2 separate regions of the Mus musculus genome follow, and region 2 is linked to region 1. Evidence: chromatin contacts called from public Hi-C data. All regions are on one chromosome and are shown on one strand. The core of a region is the stretch at or near the end of the contact, and the rest is flanking DNA. Distances in the headings are between cores, read along the strand shown. Region 1 has its middle 420 kb from the start of Zfat. Region 2 overlaps Zfat (zinc finger and AT hook domain containing).

The links. Hi-C and Micro-C count contacts between places; a contact is called where the count stands out from the background.
Region 2: a contact with region 1 is called in a Hi-C map of muscle stem cells, with 1.8 times the contacts expected there.

Annotation. Positions count from the first base shown.
Region 1 is chr15:67,838,906-67,843,675 of GRCm38.p6, reverse strand. No RefSeq gene overlaps it. Among named protein-coding and RNA genes, the nearest start is that of Zfat, 420 kb to the left of the region's middle.
Region 2 is chr15:68,220,295-68,225,064 of GRCm38.p6, reverse strand. Zfat (zinc finger and AT hook domain containing) reads left to right here. Exons shown (of 16, transcript NM_001145888.1): 2 at 122-298. Among named protein-coding and RNA genes, the nearest start is that of Zfat, 36 kb to the left of the region's middle.

The DNA.
Region 1 (4,770 bases), core at 1,441-3,940:
GGCCATTTCCTTTTTCCTGTCTTCTCTCCTTTTCCCCTCCTTTACTTCATTCTTCTTCTATTCTTTATCCCTCTTTTTCTCTCTCACCTAGCTCCTTCCTTTTCTTATTTGAAATGTGGATCAAGAGCTTAGAAACACCGGGGAAATAATAAAAATGTAGATTTTTCAATTGTGTCTATGTGCGGAGAATGCATGTATGTGTGTATATGTTGGTGCATATGTATGCACATATATGTGAGTATGTGTGTGGAGGCCAAATGATGATGTTGATTTTATTTATGTTCACTTTATATATTGAAACAGTTTTGTTTTGTTTGCTTGCTTGTTTCTTTGTTTGCTTGTAGCTGAACTCAGAGCCCATGATTTCAGCCACTGTATGTAGTCTGGCCAGTTTGCCATGGGGAGCCTCTGTCTCCATGTCTTGAACCCGAGGATTAGAGGCAGCAAGCAGTGGGTTCTGGAGGTCAGAACTCCAGTCCTCATGCTTGCGTGTCAAGCACTTTTACTGCTGATGCATCTCCCAGTCCTTTAGTTCCCGTATATTTTTAAAAAGTCTTTCCTCAGACTTTGGGTTGGTACACCTACATTATGACTAATCTTGGCTGACCTTCCATTGTTTTCCCAAGAATCTCATTATTATGCTGCCTAGTATCATTTCATTAGAGTTAGCATTTTACAAGGGCAAAGATTTCATATATCATTGATTGATACCTTAGTGCCTAAAACTGAGTTTACGTTATAGTTGGAACTCAGTAATTATCATTTTACTAATTAATGTTTGGGGGGAAAATAAAAGGAGTGTGGAAGGGACATAATAAATCTAGGCAAGTGTTTCCTGAAGAGACCTTGGGACCTGTTCATGAAGGAAGCCAGATTTTACTGTGGTACTCAAGGGCCCAGGAATGAGGGAAGAGGCACAAATGATAGACATTAGGAACATTCAGGGATTAGTCAATTAGTACCCTTATCCAGGCTCTGATGGAAGTTGATTGTTTGGGCCTGTGTTGGGAGACATAACCTCTTTGTTACTTCTATACTGATCCAGGGTCCTAGCTTTCCTGGGGAGCAAACTGTCTTTGCTGAGCCAGCATTTCTGCTGTGCTTCATTTTATTGCCAGTTGATATGCTTTTCTACCTACATTGCAGATCCCAAATAATGACTCAAGGCTTATTATTTATTAATTGTGGCTTTAAGATTTAAGCTAGGCTTGTTCCCTGACTAGCTCATTAGCTTGTAATTCATTAAAGCTGTTTATACTATTCTATGTCTGCTACATGGCTGGTTACTCTTCCTCAGTTTCATATGTCCAACTTCCTTCAACTCCGGATGGTAAATCTTTCCATCCCTGATTCCTTTCCAGGATCCTATATCTACTGGAACTCCAACTTTCCACTTTTTGCCTTTTGCTAATAGGCCATCCACTTTGTATTGACAGGTGATGTTTTTACACAGTGCCCAAAAGATTATCCCTACAAGTTGATACTTTATGGTTATGCCGTTTATGCCAATGATATAAGGAAGAGCCAGAATCCTGGGTGGTGGTTTTTGTTTGTCATCTTAGTACTTGGGTGGCTGAGACAAGATTTCAGTGTTTTAGTTAAGCCTGGGCAACATCATGAGTTCCAGGTCAGTCTGAGCTATAGAGGGAGAAGCTATCTCAATCCAAATGTAACTTAATTGAACCAAAATAAACCAAACCAAACATAGCATGACGAAAATATCATAATATTACATAGCAAAAACCTCAGAGTAACGTGTCATGTAAAATTTGCAATTAATTTAAGAATTTAGAATAAAGGCCAAAGGATAAAGCTACTCAGAAAACAGTTTGGCCAGGAAGACCTAACCTGAAAGCATATTGATACTGGAATGAAGAAAGTATGGAAAGATGACAGATGGATGCTTTGCTGAGTCATGAGTGGCATCAACTTTCTTTACTTCAACTTTGCTGGTCCTGGTAACGTGCATGGCCAAGAGCTATTTATGAGATTCTGAGGCCAAACCAAAAGAAGTCTGGCAACTTACAGCCAGGCCTTTTGGAAAGAGCTACTCTGTTGAAAACGAAGCATGGTATCAGAAGCCTGACCATGGAGAACATGCTGTGAAAAAGCCTAGAAACTGGGTGAAGAAAGGCAGATGTCCTGGCTTCTCTGAGATATTCTACTCATTCTACTCATGACTCCCGACATGTGAGTAAATAGTAAATATCAGGCCTTCCAAAAACAATGCAGAAAAGAATCAAAAAAGCCCAGCTGAAGGATACAATGAGGACCTGGACTCAAGACCCATGATCATCTCTTTAGTCACCTGCATATTTGAGTCTCTCCAGTCCATGCTCTGTTGTGACAGAGAAAAGATGAACTATTTCTATGAGGTCTACCAGAAATCCCAATGTACAAAGTTGTGAACACGTAGGGATGGTGATTGCTTTATGAGCATTGAGATGGCTCATTATATGGAATGAAGCATCTTGGTTCATTTTCTTGAAGACATTTGTTGAGCACCTACTGCTGCTTGGTGTTTTGACAGTGCTCTATCTTTGAAATTTCCACAAACTCTGAGGCATTCTTATGATATGTATAAAAAAAAAATCTGTGCTCAGTGAGTTGAGGAAACTTGCTCATGACTACACTGCTCATCAGAGCTGGGACTTACGCTGGGTCCTGCTAGAGGAAATAAGAGAGCTTGGCAAGTTGCTTGCTTAAGAAAAGGTTTGAGTTTACAGTTGAGCTGGAAAGGAATGTGCCTGAGATGCCAGTTATTGCAGAATTCCCCTGTGACTCTGCGAGGAGCCCATGAATTCTGAGTGGGCTGCTGACACCAAAAAAGAGTCAGCAGCAGATTGCACACAGATGCCACTACAGAGGGTTCTTTGGTGAGATTTGTTTTTTTGGCCAAGCAAGGCGCAGGAAATAAAGTGGAAAATGACTTTCACAGAGAATGTTTGTAGTGATTATCTCTGCAGAAAAACATCTACCCAGTTCAAAATCTACTCTCACAAATCTAATTCTTGTTCTATGCATAGAGAATCTCTGGTGAGGGGGTGCATGGTGAATTTATCAGTTGGAGTGTGATAAACAGCTGATGTTTCTCTTCCATGATGCCATTTCAGATGCTCAAGGTGTCAAATTTCCTCATAGTTAATACAATTGATGCCTATTTCTCAATTTGTTAAAATTGAAGGTATAAAATGATACACAATATGCCTTGGAAAATAAGGGAGAAAGAAGACTCAAATTAAGGTAGGGCTAGTTCCCTTTTTTCCACAAGGTATCCTCCAGGATTTCTCTGATTTAGTGCTTACATTTAGTCATGCCAGGTTCCCACTAGACTGTATGTAGAAGACCATGAAAGCTGAAATATGGCCTTAGACATTGTATTCACTTTGCTCCAGTATTCTATTTGTAACATCACATAGAGGCTCACAAGGATTTGTTCAATGCAGGTGCCCATTGTGCTGTCCTTTATGACCTTGGCTCTTGGGTTGGTGAACCCAAATTAAATTTTGGTAAGGATTATTATTATTTTCTTCATCGTATTGGGTGAGCTTCATTGCTTTGTAGTTTTGGTGTGTGCGGACTTCTTTATACCATTCTCTCTCTCATTATCCTGTGGGTGTCTGTAAAATCTAAAAAGAAGCTTCTCTGACCAAGATATACCATAAATATTTAGAAAGCAGTTTGACAAAGATACAGTTTACCAAATAAAAATAGTATCCCCATCCTAGGGCCTACAACCTCCTCATATCATGGGGGTTTGACTAGGTTTACAGTAAAAGGCATGGAATCCCTCCTGTGAATTAGATCATGATTTTAATCAGTAAGTAGTTGGTTACCCCTTTACAGTCATACCATATCATACTGCAGGAAAGATTTATGTATAATATTTTTGGATCTCTAATTCATGTGTATACTAGATATTATACTGCATATACATAATTTTTCCAAATCTACTAGTATACACAGTTAACTCACTTTATCTGCCCTCCTTCAATTGCAATTGTTTTAGATTTTTCTTCCACATATGCTGTATAGTAGTCTAAGTTTGGCTTAATTAAATCAAATTTAGAAAAGTAAAGAACAGAAAGGAAGCTCACTGTAATTCCTCGATGCTTTATCTTTCTAGAGGCTACTACTTTTTTTTCCTTCTTTGTGATCTTCCAAAACCCTTCTTTTATTACCACCTTTTTGCTTAGAGACCTTTCCTTAATTATTTTCAAATTTTTCAGTTTTAAAATTTCTGCTTCGTTCCCCTTGTAAGCTGGTTTGTCTCTGACACTTCCGACTTGTGTCTGGAGATTTAACTTCTATTATTTTCCAAATGTGCTTACTTAATAATTAAACACTGTGGTGTATGGTTGCTTTATGCTGATAGTTAAGATTATTACCATCATAGTAATGACATCTATTAATTAGATTTCTTTACCTAGTTTGAGCCCCCTCTCCTCATTTTTCATGTGGTAAATCACTTTGAAATAAAAGCAGAGACAACTTTAGATATTATTGGGTGATTTTATAACAATGTTATCTTTCTTTTCTTTTAGCTGGCATCTGGCTAAATTAGTTTGGTGGATGATATACAGAACCATCCCATTAAAGTCAGGTGAAGTTAAACAGGTCCACTTGATCTTTAGTGACATTTGTGAGGGAAGGGAAGCTCTTTTTAAAAGTTGTATCTATTTATTTATTTAGTGGGATGGGACATGTGGGAAGGTACCACAGCACTTTATGAAGGTCAGAGAGCAGTCTTTCGGAACTGTTCTTTCCTTA
Region 2 (4,770 bases), core at 790-3,289, 380 kb before region 1:
TGCAGGAAGTGGACAATAAAATAGCCCCCGCCCCCCATCTCTCTCTTTCTCTGTTCTTTGTAGTAATCATTGTTTATGTGTCAGAGAAGTAACAATACTCCCTGTAATTTTTTTCTTACAGAAAACACAGCCATCTTCATGTGTAAATGCTGTAATCTTTTCTCACCAAATCAGTCAGAACTCGTGACCCACGTTTCTGAGAAGCATGGGGAAGAAGGGGTCAATGTGGATGACGTCATCATTCCCCTCCGGCCTCTGAACACTCCAGAAAACCCCAACCCAAGCAAGGGTGGAGATGGTAAGGACCACAGGCATGCTGGGCAGGGACTTATGATATAGGAACACTCTAAATTACTGTGAGGCCAGCTACCTGGCTCATGGACACAGCAGAAACTTAGAAAATCCACCTCAGAGCCAAATACTTGTCTGAATGTAGATCTTGTGGAAGTTCAGCTCTTTGAATTTCCTACCCAGTAGCTTCTGTAGGTGTTCCTCTAATACCTGGTCAGTGATATGTGTGTGTGTATGTGTGTATGTTTGTGTGTATATGTGTATGTATATATAGGCATGTGTATATGTATATTTGTCTATATGTATGTATGTGTATATATGTGTGTGTATTTATATGTGTTTATATATGTGTGTATGTTTGTATATATGTGTTTGTACATATGTATGTGTGTATGTATGTACGTATGTATGTTTGAAGCAGGTTCCAGTAGCATAAAGCAGGAGTCTGACCTTAGACAAGTGTGGAGTGGTTCAGCTTTAGCATCTATCAGCTGAGTTATTTAAAGCAAATGAAATTTATTTTCTAATCCTCACTTTACTTATCTGAGAAATGACGACAAATATTCAGATTAAGTCAGAGAGTGTGGCTTCCCTACCTCTGGTCCTGCACAGATGAGGATGAAGGTAGGTCTTGTACGCTATCAATAAATTACTCTCTGTAAGTTGGGAAACAGTGTCTCCAAACCCATATTTTAAACCTAAAGGAAGGTTGAGACTGTGACTCTTTCAGGTTCACAGTCAGTGGGCAAAGGGAGATACATCTGTCTGCAGCTGCTGTACCTCTGTTCCTGAATGATATCAGCTACAGCAGGCACCATGGATTAGAGAAGCCATCTAGGCACAGTAATTAGGTCCCCACAGACGAGAAGGAAAACATGTAGTGCAAAAGGGACAGCTGCAAGAGGGACAGCTGCAAACAAGACTTAGACAAATGCCCCCACAAACCCCTTTATGCATGATGAGGGGCAGCACCAGTCTGCCGAGCAGAAGCCCAGGCTGGGTGGCAAATGTCCCATTGAGGGGTTCATTAGCCACTCTCACCATACAGTTGCTCTTTCCTGGGAACGTTCAGAGTGGCATTCAAAACAGTCTGGCTTATTGATCATCTGTCGGACACTGTTAACAAGGAGAGATTCCAGACGGAAAAATGTTTGGTTAATAAGTCCCTCTGGCCGAGGCCTGGGGTGCTGGAGAAATATGTCTGACAGATGATTAAGTTGTTGAGGAGCAAGAAGTATTGCTGTTCATGTTGCATGATGAGAAACTAAGAAACATAAGCCCCTGAAATGGGCGTAGGGGGAGGAGGGATTCCCTTGGGTCAGCATCCACATTGCCCAGTGCCTATGCTGCATCTACCCTCAGAGGCTTGGGACAGATCGTCCCCTCTCCCACAGAAAAGCGACTCAGTGGAAAGTTCTCCACAGTTACTTCTCAACCTGTAGGGACTGGTACTCAGATTTGAATAAAAAGGGGAGGAAAGCTTGCATAGACTGGAAGAGAAACTGCTTCTCCCAAGCCCTGGAAGTCTCAGTTCCCACCCTTTCCCTGCCTGACCCCATCGAGGAGCTACTAGGATGCAGACCATTCACAGAAGTGCTTTCCTGCTTAGAGAGGCATCCCAGCAGGACAGGTTCCAGTTAAGAAACACCTTGCCGGTTTGGGTTGAATAGGCATCAACTCAGGGAAGAGGGTTGTTTGTTCATCGAACTCACCCAGCAGATAGGAGTCAGTGGATTACCATGGCCAGCATGCGAGAGAAGCTTTTGCAAAGGTTTTAGTTCCTTTTCATCAGTGTTGCTTAAGATCTTCTTACTACAGTGAAACGGAGCATGAATCAAACAGAAAACAATTTTATAGTTTCGTTTCTTTTATAAGCAAGAACGGGAAAAATTATGCACTTACAGGGAGGACTGTGTGGGTGTGCTTGTGAGATGTATATTCTGAATTCTGCCATTTCCCTTCTTACCTAACGATGCCATTATACACACAAGACCAGGTCTCCTTCCTCATAGTATGATCTGTCTTTGGCTGTGGCCCTCCACAACTGGTCTCTGATTCCCAACTCCCCCCTTGCTCACCTGAGATCTAGCTGCTACAGAAGCAGCAGTTAGCAGAAGGCAGACGTCAGCCTTCTGCCTGGGATGCTCACTCCTGAAAGATAGCTTTGTCCAGTTCACTCCTGCACATTTCTTGGCCTTCGTCAGTTTGGGTTGACCCAGGAGGACTTGGCATTAGCCATGTGTGGGTTTAAGGCCCCTTCCTCTGGGCTCTAAAACTCCACTCTGAGTCTCAGAGCAATGTCCCCGGCCGGCCATGTGTTAACTATGCCCGGGCTACTCTCTTTCCCTTCTCCCAAAGATGCCTTTGGGCCATTCCCCAGCACAGGGTCTGGTACACAGTGAATCCTCTTACTCAAGTGCCATTGAATGTGTTGGCATTTGAAGTTGTCATCTTTTGTTTTCTTGATGTTGGCTTTGCTGCCTCACCTTTCTCTTACAGGATCTGTTCCATCCCACCTATCAGTACCCAGGAAGCATCATTAGTGACCAACAGAATATAAATTAAAATTATACATAGTTTTAATTTTTTATTATCAAATTAGAGAAAACTTTTAAAGATATACTGGTATTCTTCATTGTTTTAAGTATGGAAAAATAGAAGCTTCTAGATCCTGGTATAATGTTAATGGGCAGTCTATCTCACAGAGCATTCTGATAGACCTGTTAAAATTCTAAATGAGTACACTCTCTCTTTGCCAGAGCAGAGCCTGCATAAATACACAATATATAGTGTTCATGGTGCATTGTTTAAAAGTTGGAGAGAAGAGATATGCTGTCAAGAAAAGTTAAGTGAATTATGTATTTTCTATAGAAAAATACCACAGACATAAAAAAAAAAAAACAGAAAAATGCTACTTATCCATTAGTACATGCCTGAAGCTTGCTAAGCTGAGCATGTGTGAGGCTTTCTCTGTCTTTATAGTCACTGTAGTGTTTCCTATGGTTTTGTCTCTTTTATGCATTTTAAGTTTTCTATGACTTATTTTTTAGATGGCTAATTCTATTTTAACTTACTTTTTTTTTTTTTTTTTTGAGATAACACTGACATCAAATTTTACCATGTCAACAGCCTTGGAGCATACATTTCCATGACTTTAACCACGGTCAAAATATGTATGTTTTTACAATTACCCAGTTCTAAAACATTCTCATCACTGTAAAGCCAAATCAAACTAACACTTGCACCCCTAAGCAGCCAGTTTTCCCTTTCCTTTGATGTCCTGGCACTCACTGACTGATGGATGTGTCCTGGTGAATGTCTACACTCTGTATGCTTCATATGAACAGGAGTCATAAGGCGTGGCCTTCTGTGTCTGGCTCCATTCACTTAGTGTCCTGGTTTCAGGATTTACCTATGTGCTAGCATGTGACAGGTCATTCCTTTTCATGAATGAATGACATTTCAGTGCACGGACATACTATACTTTTATCCATTGGTTCATCATTAATGACAATTTAGCTTCTTTGAGCTTCTTGGCTATAGTGAATAATGCTTCTATGAACATTGATGCACAGATTTCACATGCATATGTGGTTTCATTTATGTATGTACCTAGGAATGGAATGGCTGCGTTACATAATTCTATGTTTAATGTTTTTGAATGGGTGCGTGTTTGTGTGTGTGTGTGTGTGTGTGTGTGTGTGTGTGTGTGTGTGTGGTATTTGTCTCTGTGTGTCTACCAGGATGTTATGTATTCCTCTGTCACTCTCTGTTATATTGTTCTGGGACAGGTCTCTCATTTATTGTGAGCTCAGCATTTTGATTGACTAGATGGTCAGCAAACTCTCAGGACCCACCTGTCTCCGCCTTCCATACATATGCAGCATAGTGAGAGGTTAGCAACAATAACATTATACAGAACAATTAAGATGATAGTCTACAATAAAATTGTCAGCATGGCTAATCTTGCACTTTCCGGCCATTAGTAAGTAGAATAAAGATTGCTTGAGCATAAGTGCTGTGATCCTTGGGTAGTTACTCTCATGACCAAGGTCACCATGGAAGGACTAGCAGGCAGGTAGCACATGCAGTGTACCTATGGTGAATGAAGAGCGGATACCTCGAGATTTCATCATGCTCTGGACTCACTTAGCTCTGGTATTTGGATTAAAGTTGGTCCTGGATAGTGGTGACCCTGAAAAGAGCAACCTTGTTATTATGCTGAGGAGGGCCAGCAGCACAGGACGGCAGAGAGTCACCACCTCGCTGGTTTCCCTGTCACTTCCCTCTTTGATGCAATTGACTTTTGACTAAATTCTTCTCTAGTACATTTTGTCCTTTTGTGTTTAATAGATTGCTTGTATAGTTTAATTTTAAAAGGTATTCCTTAAAACTTTAATTAAAACCCCCTTCTTACAATGAGAAAATTTCTTCCAGTCTTTTATTAGGACCCCCACGTCCTTCTGTTTCTCTGTGAAC